3 separate regions of the Mus musculus genome follow, and all the other regions are linked to region 1. Evidence: chromatin contacts called from public ChIA-PET and HiChIP or PLAC-seq data. All regions are on one chromosome and are shown on one strand. The core of a region is the stretch at or near the end of the contact, and the rest is flanking DNA. Distances in the headings are between cores, read along the strand shown. Region 1 holds the start of Tbc1d14 (TBC1 domain family, member 14). Region 2 overlaps D5Ertd579e (DNA segment, Chr 5, ERATO Doi 579, expressed). Region 3 overlaps Tbc1d14 (TBC1 domain family, member 14).

Region 1 (3,924 bases), core at 582-3,081:
TCCTACAGAGCAAATCTTATAATTCCTCCTGGAAGATAAAGATCCTATCTATGTTACTTTCAGAGAGAGGCAGTTTCAAGTTTCACTAGGCCTGGTCAGATGGTATCTCTGACATTCTCAGCCTCACTGGGGCTCCATCAGGAGTCTGTGCTGGTTAGCACCCTCTGGAAATCTAGCCAAGCCCCAGAAGGGGTGACAAGATCCTGAGTAGGGCTTGGGGCAGAGGTCAGGTTGTTCCTCTAGCCTACCAATATGCCCAGTACTGTGAGGGTCTCTAGAGATAAAACGGGTCCTACAGCCAGAGAGTAGAAGATCTGAGGAGGACATAACCCAGGAAATGAGTCTGAGTAGAGCGGGGTCTACAGTCCCTTCCTGAAGGACCTTCTGCAGTCCAGGACCAGGATAAGGAGGCCCAAGGTCAGAGAGGACCCAGTGGGTCAGGAGATTTAAGAGGTTTGGCAGTCTGAGAAGAACTGGGCATGGGGAGGAAGAAGATTTGAACACACCACAAAGGGTTGAGGAGGAAGGACTGAAGGGGACAGAGGTCTGAACAGGTCAGAGATCTGAGGAAGATACAGGCTCAGATCCTCAGAGCAAACTCGGTTGGTAGCCCACAGCCCCGTGAAAGTTGGACGAGCCAATCGTAGCCTCCGGTCTGAGAAAACTTTAGCAAGATTTGGGAAAAAACGTCTTAGGGGGATGGAGATCCGAGACACATCAGGGGTCTGAGGACCATATCTGAAGAGGCCAGGGGTCTGAGGAGCACCAGGATCTGAACAGGAGAGGGGTTTGAGAAGGACAGAGATCTGAATACCTCAGGGTCTGAAAAGGAGTAAAGGCAGAGATGTGAACAGGACAGGGGTCTGAGGACGCTGGCTCAGGGCGCACAGAGCAGACACCTCTACAGCTCGCAGCACCACATCTGAGGAGAAAACTTTTCACCAAGTTCTGGAAAAGGCGCACGTCGCGACAAGCGCTGGCCGAGGGCAGTCGCACGTCAGCCGGACCCCAGCCCTCCCAGCCGCCCTCTCAGACCTCCCTGCCTGGCCGACGCAGCAGCAGGTGGCAGCGGTCAGCCATCCGCAACCTCTCAGCTTGACCCTGCAGAGCCCCCTCAGTACCCGAGCTACCGCAGCTCCAACGCCATCTCCCCGGCCCGTGGCCCGCAGCCCAGGCCCCGTGGGGCCCGCAACTCGCTGGGCTAAGAGCGTAGACTCCGCAGATGCCCAGCCTCAGCAGGTGCTTGCCGGCCGCCCGCGGCTAAAAGCAGCCAGCGCCAGACCCCACCCCCGCCACGCCCACGCCACGCAGCCACGCCCCCACAAGGCTGCTTCTCTTCCCTTCCGCTGAGCCTCTTTAGCCCAACACCCAACGCAAATCGCTCGCTCCCAGGGCCTCAGGCGTACCGCCACGCCCCGCACTCCAGAGCCACGCCCCCGAGAGCTCACTAGCCACACCCCACGCTCGTCCCTAGTCACACTCCGGGGGACAGGAGCGTTACCACGCCCCGCGCTCCCTATCGCCGCCCTCACGCTCCCTAGCCACGCCCCCGCTAAGCTTCCACTGCTCTTCCGCCAGGGCTCTCGCCCCCCGCCGCAGCTCCGTAGAGCTTAGGAGCCTGCTATTTACTACCGCTGCTCCTCCGGCCTGCCAAGTATCCGTCCTGGGTTTCGGGAGTTGTGTCCCTGGCCCTTTTCTGTCCTCAGGCCCAGGAAGGGCTGCAAGGAAAGTTCCGAGAGAGTCACAGTGTCCATACCGGCACCGCAGACGCCTGGCGGAGGCCCCTTACCTGGTCGGCTCCGCCCGCGGCCATCTTGGAAGTGGGAAGTGGGAGGGAGGGGGAAAGCAGCGCATGGGGCTGATCCAGGCGTGGGGAGCCGAGCGGCGGAGCGCATCGATGGGACGCCCCTGTCCAGCAGCTGGGGGAGTCTTAACAGCCCACGGGAGTATTTAGGGGTACACGTGAGCGCAGGTTACAGATCATTGACCTTGGAATGCCCTCCCGGTATAGCCTTAGCCTGTCACCTGTCAAACGGGCTTTTCTGATCACTGTTTCATTGCGCTTAGTGCCTAGCGCTGTAGTTCGCCAACTTTTGTCTTCACTTTAATATTTCAGTATACAACGCCCAGCAGGCTCAGGAGGTGACAAGACAGGGTTCATCATCAGTGTGTTTTGAAAGTTGTGTGATGGTCTCGCTTAGGAACTAGAAGAGGCCTCACTAGACAGCATCTTTCTCTAGCCTGAGATACAGAGATCCACCTATGTATTAAAGGTGTGTGCCACCACACCTGGCTTTATGCACATTTTACCTTTTTAAGTAGCAAAAATTACAGAGACACAATCTATGAAAAAGTATAATTCAGGAGGTAGAAGTCAGCTAGAGCTGAGCAGAGTTAAGCCAGATGTCTATGGAGGATGTCTTCTATCAGGCCAGGTCATTGTGCTGCATTTCCCTTCCTGAACTCACCTGCACTCGTTTCCTAAGCCTCAAAAAGCAGAGACATGAGTGTTTGTTGGATCCATACAAAGGGTACTTGGGATGATTTGGGTTTATTCTAGGAGTTGTCAGACCCCGAAAATTTACAAACACAAACAAGCCCCTTTAAAACCTGACTGCATTTCAGCCAGGAACCATCACATGAGGCTGGAACCATCACAGTCCTACAGGAAGAGGAATTTCCCTGCCCTGGCAGGTACCTGGAAGCAAGCAGGAGGAAATCCATTTGTCTTGGTTACAGTTCTGTTTGTGCTAGCCTCAAAGTTGCAACCTAGAAAACAATGAGTTTGAACTCCTGATCCTCCCGAGTCTACCTCCCCAGTTCTGGGATTATAGGAATGTACCACCACTTTTGTTTCAATTGTACATTCATTTCAAAACATTAGGTGATGGTTCAACCTCTGTACAACTCTCTCAAATATTTTAAAATATTTTCACAAATCTGAACACAGTCCAGAGGAAGGGCTTACAAGACCAAGGCTATATCAAAAGCTATGAAATGCACACCGTCCCCAGGGATGAAAGAAGACAGAGAGAGGTTGGGGGATAGCTCAGTGGCCTGACTTCAGTTCCAAGGAGGGTAGGGAGGAGAGAAGAAACAGACCAAGAGTCGAGCCATATCTGAGTGTCTTGGGTCTGCACATGTGTTGTAACTTTTAAACTTCCACATGGCATGTGCTGTTTCACAAGGAAACAATGTCGGGTCCCACCCAGCCACCTGAGGCCATGAGGTTCTCAGTCCATCACACCAGAGCCTTCAGCTAAATAAGCCCAGCCCTGTGCCTGTTCAATGCACAGGAAGAAGGTCTACCTGAGAGCCTGACAGCATTGACTTTCATCGTGAGACCCATCCAAGTAGGGTGTCTGCTGGGCTGGGGGACTCCAGACTCTAGCCATTCTAGGAGCCTACAAACTACTTGATAGACACTGGCTTCAACTTCCCTTTCTGGATCATGACTGTAATTACTCTAAGCACCAACTTACAATGGCAGGAGGGTAGAGGCTTAAATGGACTGGGCAGTCTTTTGTTGGCTTGCAGAGAGCTGAGAGACTTGCAGGGCATCCCTCAGGATTTGCTACATAATAGAAATTTCAAAGGTGCTTAAGTTCCTGGCAGTTTGAACTGAAAACAATGCCAGGTTCCATCACACCCATTGGTGCCCTCACAGCTGGATTTAAACACTGACTGGGAAGCAGGAACTGGCTTCAGTCTCATTTCAAACTTCAGCACAATGGATTCGTTCGTATTGGATACGCACAGGAGTCCTCACGACTCCTCACCTTCCAGCCATAATGCTTGAGTATCAGTTTAAAAACCTGCCCTCAAAGGGCAAGAGATGGCTCAGCAGTTAGAAGCACTGTCCTTTTGACCAGAGATCCTGAGTTCAATTCCCAGCAACCACATGGTGGCTCACAACCGTCTACA
Region 2 (3,924 bases), core at 365-2,864, 88 kb after region 1:
TTATTTTGTCACAGTGACAGAAAGTTCACTGATACATACTTTTTAATCTACCTTCTATGCTCCATTAAAAGTTGACTGGTTGAAACATAAACCAGTAGATATGGGCCAGTTTCCTTGGGGGCCTGTGCAGCAGAGGCTTTCCACGGAGGTCTCTGGCCCAGCTGAGTGCGAGAGCTCATGCAAAGGGAAGTGATTACAAGCAGCGAGGGGAAGTCGCTTCTGCTGCTGCTGCTGCTGCTTCTGCTGCTGCAGTTGGCTCCACCTGTCTCCGCTGTGCTGTCTCAGTTATTCCACGCTGCCCTGAGCAGAGTTGGGTCCAGGTCAGGCTGGGCCAACAAGTGACCGAGTGAGGAGTGTAGCAAGCTTAAGGTGGCGTTTCAGGAGAGCAGACCTCTTCCCAAGTGTTACAGCTCTTAGGACAGAAGCTCTTGGACAACTCACATACCTTTAATCCTTCCAATTAGGATTCTTATATACAGTTTTGGGGTAGGTCAGGGTCTGACAACAGGTACTTCTCATTGGCTTGGTCTGAGAGCTTGGGGAAACCTTATTTGCATGTGGGAGGCCTTGGTGCTGATGGCCACACTCCTCTGTGTGTGTGTGTGTGGAGGGGGGTTCTGTGGAAGGCTGTAGCCAGGGGACCAAGGGGCGTGGCCAAACCCTGCTATCCCTTGCAGATGAAAGTCACTTGCTGGGTCTCTAGGGTTCTAAGCCTGAGCTGGACTGTGGACCAGGCTGCCTTCACACTGCTCACCACCCCACATCTACTCAAAACACTGAATATGATAAAGTGTGTTTTTTCACAGTCCTATTCTGAAAGTCAGAAGATTATCAAGTACCAAAAGCAGATGGGGCAGAAGAGCTCCTCAGGAGACTACTAGCAGCTGCTTTTCTAGATACACTGGTGAGGTGACATAAGGTTAAGTAAGGCTCTGACTGACTTCTTCATGCTGTCTTCTTTCAAAAAGGAGATTGGGAACTGGAGGAAGAAAAAGGACACGGTATTCTAAAATACAGCTGGTGTTACCGCCGTCTGCTGCTAAGCACCCACCCTGCCTCCCACAACTTCCTGTTAACAGCCTCCTCAAGAACAGAGCCCGGTGAGTCTGAATGAGACTGTGTTCCCATACTATCATCAACTTCAGGCCCTAGATGACTAAAAGCAAAGTTTCAAGGCCTGCCTTCAAGAATCTGCTCAAGAGAGGCGTGAGAACATGATGCCTAGTGTCACCACCGTCTGCCCTACAGAGAGCTAGGTCAGAAGCAAGCTGGGAGGAGGAGGCAGCCAGAGAGTCAGAGCAGAAGCCCCAGTCACACTGAAGCTTGGAAACAAACCAAGCAAGGGCCAGCCCTACTTCTGCATGTGCAGCTAGCTAGGTGGCTTCCCTGAGGCCAGTTCAGGTCAGAACTTTTAGGCACTTGTGAATAGCAACTATGACCAGAATTGAAGCTGTCTGATGATCCACTAACCTTTCATCCCATTGCTTGAAAAACAGATACCTACTAGAAGAGACAGAAAGCTCCAAGTGGACTCTTCAGGGCAACTGGATCTACTTCTATCCTCTACGTTGTCCCCAAACAGAGGTTGTCGCCTCAGTGGCTCCCTAACTTAAGTGACCCGAAGTCTACATACCCACTACCATGTAGCTCTTCCTGTTGGCTGAGGAACGCTGGTCTCTAGTCTCTTACCCACAGCAGCTGGTTCTGCAGCATCTTCTCCTGCTTGCTCTCAGCTCACAGCTCCATTGCTTATTATTTACCATATTTCCTAACCCATTCATGGACCCCTGGTGTCCTTGTCCCCAAACTCTGCCCAACCCAGTGTTTTGTTGCTCTACAAACTGTCAAATGCCTTTCAGGAACCCATCCTTAGTTGTCTCTGTGCCCGATGCTGTGGGCATGTATAATGTTATAACATTTAAGCAAAATAGAAAAACTGAATCTTCAAAATCTAGTACTTCTCAAGACTTCTTTGTGCCATTAAAATTATTCTTAAACACACACACAAATGTAAACAAGTGCCTCTGTAAGATTAAAAGCCTATTACAGCTCTTGCAGAGGACATGAGTTCTCTTCTTAGTACCTACATCAAGTGAGTAGCTTACACATGTAACTCTAATTCCAGAGGATCTGATGCCTCTAACCTCCTCAGGCACACTCTCACTCTCTCTCTCTCTCTCTCTCTCTCTCTCTCTCTCTCTCTCTCACACACACACACACACACTCTCTCTCTCTCTCTCTCTCTCTCTCTCTCTCACTCACACACACACACTATTAAAAACAATTTTTTAAAAATATAAACAAAAGAGCTACGATGTGGTTCAGGTGGTTGGGTGCTTGACTTAGCATGCAGGAAAGCCTGGGCTCAATAATAGCCATTACATAAACTGGGTATGGTGGTGTACTACTATAATCCCAGCACTTGTAAGGTAGAGGCAGAAAAACCAGAAGTTCAAGGTCATCCTTGAACACAGCGAGCTCAAGGCCAGTCTAGGTTACTATGGACTCAAGCTCATGCCAGCAGCATTAGTTCTGATGCTGCTCTGCCGTGCACATTCCTCACATATATTCCTTCATTTAACATCTTCCATTAACAGTTCATGCTCCTGGAGGTAATTCTACATATACCTAATGGGTAGTTTTAATTTTACACACAAATTGTTTCTATCACCTTCACTGGGGTTGGCAGCTGCAGGATAGTGGTTTAAGAGCCCTGGCTGTTCTTGAAGAGCATCCCAGTTTGGGTTCTATCACCCACGTTGAGTGTCTCACAGACTGTACCTCTAGCTCAGAGGATCTAAAATGCCCTCTTGGGTCTTCACATAAATAAAACATAATACAAATAAATTTAACAATAAAATTGTTTTTTTATTTGACCTTCCCTTACAAGCCATGGTATTCTTTGCCTTACGGCTAAGTAAAAAAGTATTTTTGGCACCGGGGGAGATGCTCAGTGGAAAAAGCATTTGCTAGAAAAGTGTGAGGACCAGAGTTTAGATTTCCACAACCTAAGTTAAAAGCTAAGCAGGCATGGCAGCCAACTGTCTCTAGGGCTTTTGTGTGAGTTTGGAAAGGTAAAGCCAGATTCTTGTCAATATAAGTTTGTTCTTCCTCCCCAGAGTGTTACAGGTGTGGCTGCTGTGTCACATGTGCATCAGTAGGTGGCAGAGAGGACATAGGCTATGCTCTGATCTGTGAACATATGAATGGATGATTAGTAGCCTAACATTCCCTGAAAACAGTGAGCCTCAGATGACCACCAGACTGGTACCAGGGGGCTGGGACAGGAAGCTAGCTTGAGTTCAGGGCCAGGATCTCGGAGTCAGGAGCAAACCCAAGACTGAGTGGGATGGCAGGCCCCAAGAAGGAGTGAGCCTGAGACAGAGACAGAAGATGATCCTCAAAGTTGCCTGCTGTTAAGCCTGACAACCTGGGTTCAATCCCTGGAACCTACAAGGTGGAAAGGAGAGTCAGCTCCTACAAGTTGTCCTCTCATCTTCACACGAATGCCGTGGCACATGTTCCCTTCCACCTCAAAAATAAATAAAAGAATATGCAAATACAGTTAATACTGTCATCTTGATACCTGGGAGGCAAGCCTAAAGGTACACTTGTGAAGGACTGCCTAGATCATTAGTTCTCAACCTGTGGGTGGAAACCCCTTTGGGAGTCACATATCAGATATCCTGCATATCAGATACTTACATTATGATTCTTAACAGTGGCAACATTACAGTTAATTTTATGGTTGGGGTCACCACAACATGAAGAACTGTATTAAAGGGTTACAGCATTTAGAAGGTTGAGAAACACTGGTCTACATTAAGGCATCTCTAAGAATGTGTGAAGGATTATCTTGATTGAGCTCATGTGGGAAGACCCATCTTAATCGTGGGCAGCATCATTTGCTGTGCAAAGGACCTT
Region 3 (3,924 bases), core at 942-3,441, 67 kb before region 1:
GGAGGATGAAGCAGGAAGGAACCAGGGAGATACTGGCTAAAAGGTAACAAACTTTCAGATAGGAGGAAATCCCACAACATGATGGCTGTAGCTAGTTATACACTGTATCCTTGAAACAGGCCACAGGAACAGAGGTAAAGCGCGTTTCCATTAACAAACCCTAAGGAAGGGTTCAGGTGGGGACACAGATCAGGAACAGAAGGTGACCTAGCATCTGATTTGATATTACTCACCACCGTCAACAATGAGGAAAATAAGTGGTGAGACAGAACAAGAGAGCGATCTATGTGAGGTAATGTGTATTGTCTAATATAGATTACCTACATTTATACTTTCATCTTAAATATTGAAATCCCTAAAGTATAAAGTCCTGAAAATATAATCCTGAGTTTTTAAAAACATATTTAGAGGCCTTTACTTACATTTTTATCATGCTATAAATGTTTCAAAATATGTACATGATAGACACACACGATGTTGTCAATTTATAAAGTAAAATAAAAATAGGAACAGCTTATGTTCAAATATTCAAAATGGCACAAGTCCCACTGCCTAGCCACAGATGTACTGCTCTGTGTCAGTGGATCACTGCGAGGCCTCTGGAAGCCAACACTCAATGAACCAGGCTACCAGGCAACTTGAATTAGAAGCACCTGGCTGTGAGCAGGAGACGCAAACCCTCTCAAGAGGAGCTGTGGGCTTCGATTTCTTCTAAAAGCTATTTCCTTTCCATTTTTGTTTTTTAACAGTCCCTTTGCCCCAGGCCACACTAGCCGGTGAGGAGTACTGCCATGAGTAGCCTCTCATTGAGGGAAGAGCTGTACCTTCATTCTCCACTTCTGAGCCTCCAGTGCTGAGGGACCGCCACCGCTCCTTGGCCCGAGCAAGACAGATGTCAAAGAGCTCTGAAAGAAAAGCTCCTGTTAAGCCTTACATTGTACATGGTCCCTCGACACCAGCAGAGAACACACAACTATCCCTTTCTCTAAACAGAGGAAGGCATTCTTCTGACAATTCCCCCAGCTTAGCCTGAAAGACAGCCATTTACACAGGAAGGCACGCACACTGCCAAGGGGCTTGGTGCCTTCCTCTGCTGCACAGCCACCTAATTCATATCCTGCTCTGACCTTCTGTGACCGGCCCACTGCCTCTCGGATGACCAGTCTCTTGCTTACCTCAGGATCCAGACTAATGGCCTGGGGGCTCAAGAGAACAGTCAGTCAGGGTCTCATCTATGGACTAAAGGGTGGGTGGACAGAGTCTATCTGGTTTCTAACAAGTTTGAGTCATAATCTAAAAGAAAAAAAAGCTTTCAGCACTTGGGAGGCAGAGGCAGGCGGATTTCTGAGTTCGAGGCCAGCCTGGTCTACAAAGTGAGTTCCAGGACAGCCAGGGCTATACAGAGAAACCCTATCTCAAAAAACAAAAACAAAACAAAACAAAACAAAACAAAACGCTTTAATCTGAAATCCTTAAGGTCTAAAATCCTGAAAATACAATTCTTAAAAGAAAGAAAGAAAGAGAGAGAGAAAGAAAGAAAGAAAGAAAGAAAGAAAGAAATTTACTTACATCTTAAGAGGGAGATTTGAAAAACATAAAAACAATAGAATACTTCATGTGTTGCTTTGTGTAACAAAATAGGCATCAATGCTACTGTAAGCATCACAGTGGATGAAGGACATTATACACCTAAGTCACAAGCAGATGACCTACGTGCGCAGAAAAATGCTGAAAAGCAAAGTATATGAATAGCTATCATTATGGTTCATAACTGTGTACTGGGCTTCCTAACTGTGGCCATATTAAACACTGGCCAGGATACCTAAATCTTTAATCAAAACCGAGATGGGTTACCACTGCATACAGTCATCCAAAGAGCCTAGACTTTAAAGAACGTTCACAGATGCAGATGTCCAAAAGGACAGCTCACTTTGCTTTGCTTGCAGACAGGAGCCTAGCATAACTGTCTTCTGAGAGGCCCCATCCAGCAGCCAAGTGCTTCTAGGCCTCACCATACCCAGTGGTAACTGTCCCTGGGACACTTGCTGCATGGCCCCCAGGACAGTACTTCCTGCACCTACTCCACCTGCACTGACAAACCGCAGAAGCAGAAGCTGCAGAAGCAGTTCCACCCAGCAGCCTGCAACACTGTTGCCAGCTTCTAGAAGTATCCCAACTAGTAACTGCTGACCTCTTCAGATAAATGCACTTGAGTTCCTTAAAAGCTTCTAAATGTCATTAGCTTGGAGAAACACCACTGCTGACAATGCTAAAAAAAAAAAAAAACCCAGCAACCCACAAAACTGGCATTTTAGACCCTGCTGTTTTGCATGAGCAATCCTTCCAGAGAATTTGGGTTTCTACCTCTTCTCCTCGGGAATTGCTTTTGGAATTCAGTTTCCAGGATTTCAATATTCAGAGTTTTAAACTTTCAGACCTATGATTTCTGGGACTAAGATGCACACTGCCTTCAAACAAGGGCACGGGCAGCTTGCTACCCAGATGGCACAGGACTCCTCATCTTGCTGCTGAGGGAGGGGCATAGAAACTGGTGCTCTGAACAGGCAGAGCTCTCAGAGAATGGCGATTCCTGCTGTCAGATTCCTGCTGTCACCATAGTTTTCCAATCTCTTCCATATTCAGAGCCTGTTTTCAGCAGCCCTGCCCCTCAGGCAGTTGCTGATAATCAGGTAACTTCAGCTTCCCAATAGCCTCCGCAGGCCGGCAGACTGGGCCCCTGGAGCACTGCAAGCCGTGCTCACCACTCAACAGCACGCATGTCCCATGCACTGGCTTTGTCTTAGCGCTGCCACTTCTACTCCCTATACCTCTTGCTTAACTGATTCCCAGCTCCCATACACTGAGGACTGCTGGCCAATCACTGCCTTTCTCTGTGTGCTTGCCACGTTATCTTTTTCATCCTTTACTCTGCAGGGTAGAGGCAAGCACAGCTGCCTTCACGAATTGTACTAAGTGTAACTTGTCCTAATGGTCCTGTTCTGGCTTTATGACAGCTCTAACATGCATGCAACCTATGCTGACATGCCACGGCAAAGCAGCACAGTTATGACACTTTAGTATGTTGTACTCTAAAGAGAAACACAGACGTGTCCAGGGCTGGGGTCGAGAGCATGCTCTGGGACCTTTGCCCACTCAATCTCTAGGTGGGCTGGCTGGCAGGTTTAGAAGCACATGTTCGATTTGGGAAACCCCAGCTTTTTCTTCTTAAAAGCTGAACAATTGGGAATTCGCTGCAACTTAACCTAATGGGACTATTAAGACTTCCTGGAAAAGTCAGGCTCAGAATCCAAATTAGGGCTTGGGTCAAAACATTTTTGTCACTCTCAGAGGAGCACACAAAACTACTACAGGGCCTGCTTATTGCCGGACTTTCTGGAACCCTCGGTGTGCCTCCAGGCACATCAGACCTCCTCTGCATCCCACTGGTGAGTCTTCCTGCCTCTTCAATTCTTCTCCCAGAGTCCTTATCTCTGCCTGGAAGTTCTACCCTCCATTCCTGAAAAAAGCCCAGCAGGTGATGGTGCATAAGAACAACACCACCAACATCTGGACGGTCCTCAGCTACTGGACAGACATCAGCATAGAAGAATACAAAGAGAGCCTTCACACAGTGTATGAGAATGCTATTCCAACAGCACGTGCCCATTAGGGCTCTACCTCACAAGTGAAGAACCTGTTAGGAGAGACTGGCTATAAATGTGTCCACGTCTGAGCTCACAGAACCTCCCCCACAGTTTTATAGTCGTGGTAGAAAGGTGACACTTTTCTCTCAGGACCCCCAACCCCAACCTCTTTTTAAAATTCGACTTATTGTGCATACACAAGTGTGTGATGGGGGAAGAACTCACATGTGCCACAACATACATGTGGCCAGAGACAACTTTGGAGTCAGCTCTCCCCACC

The links. ChIA-PET counts read pairs in DNA pulled down with a chosen protein or histone mark. HiChIP or PLAC-seq counts read pairs in DNA pulled down with a chosen protein or histone mark.
Region 2: an RNA polymerase II ChIA-PET map of memory CD8 T cells shows a contact between it and region 1, with 92 read pairs. The contact joins the enhancer-like site here to the promoter of Tbc1d14 in region 1. A contact is called at or near these places in 12 of 39 promoter capture datasets (the C10 cell line, the HPC-7 cell line, cranial neural crest and 8 more), 4 of 115 datasets of contacts at active chromatin or transcription factors (the SCID.adh cell line, bone marrow-derived dendritic cells, bone marrow-derived macrophages and 1 more) and 3 of 9 other capture datasets (adipose tissue, liver and pancreatic islet).
Region 3: an H3K4me3 HiChIP or PLAC-seq map of bone marrow-derived macrophages shows a contact between it and region 1, with 4 times the contacts expected there. The contact joins the enhancer-like site here to the promoter of Tbc1d14 in region 1. A contact is called at or near these places in 18 of 39 promoter capture datasets (the 3T3-L1 cell line, 3T3-L1-derived adipocytes, the C10 cell line and 12 more), 6 of 15 datasets of contacts at CTCF or cohesin (CD8 T cells, the NIH/3T3 cell line, large pre-B cells and 2 more), 63 of 484 Hi-C or Micro-C datasets (the 63-12 cell line, the AML12 cell line, B cells and 39 more), 32 of 115 datasets of contacts at active chromatin or transcription factors (the 230-238 cell line, CD8 T cells, the HPC-7 cell line and 21 more) and 6 of 9 other capture datasets (adipose tissue, embryonic stem cells, embryonic tail and 3 more).

What each region holds. Positions count from the first base shown.
Region 1 is chr5:36,580,566-36,584,489 of GRCm38.p6, forward strand. Tbc1d14 (TBC1 domain family, member 14) reads right to left here and starts at 1,832. Exons shown (of 14, transcript NM_133910.3): 1 at 1,790-1,832.
Region 2 is chr5:36,668,552-36,672,475 of GRCm38.p6, forward strand. All of the region lies in intron 2 of D5Ertd579e (DNA segment, Chr 5, ERATO Doi 579, expressed), which reads right to left. It also overlaps the pseudogene Gm25767. Among named protein-coding and RNA genes, the nearest start is that of Gm24878, 4.0 kb to the left of the region's middle. Within about 2 kb of position 1,615, at least 21 of the 459 cell types and tissues checked have an H3K27ac peak or open chromatin away from gene starts, as enhancers often do. A contact at or near this core is called in the SCID.adh cell line and memory CD8 T cells, where this site is marked.
Region 3 is chr5:36,513,215-36,517,138 of GRCm38.p6, forward strand. Tbc1d14 (TBC1 domain family, member 14) reads right to left here. Exons shown (of 14, transcript NM_133910.3): 8 at 825-905. Among named protein-coding and RNA genes, the nearest start is that of Gm32528, 2.7 kb to the left of the region's middle. Within about 2 kb of position 2,192, at least 16 of the 459 cell types and tissues checked have an H3K27ac peak or open chromatin away from gene starts, as enhancers often do. A contact at or near this core is called in adipose tissue, bone marrow-derived macrophages, cerebral cortex and 1 more, where this site is marked.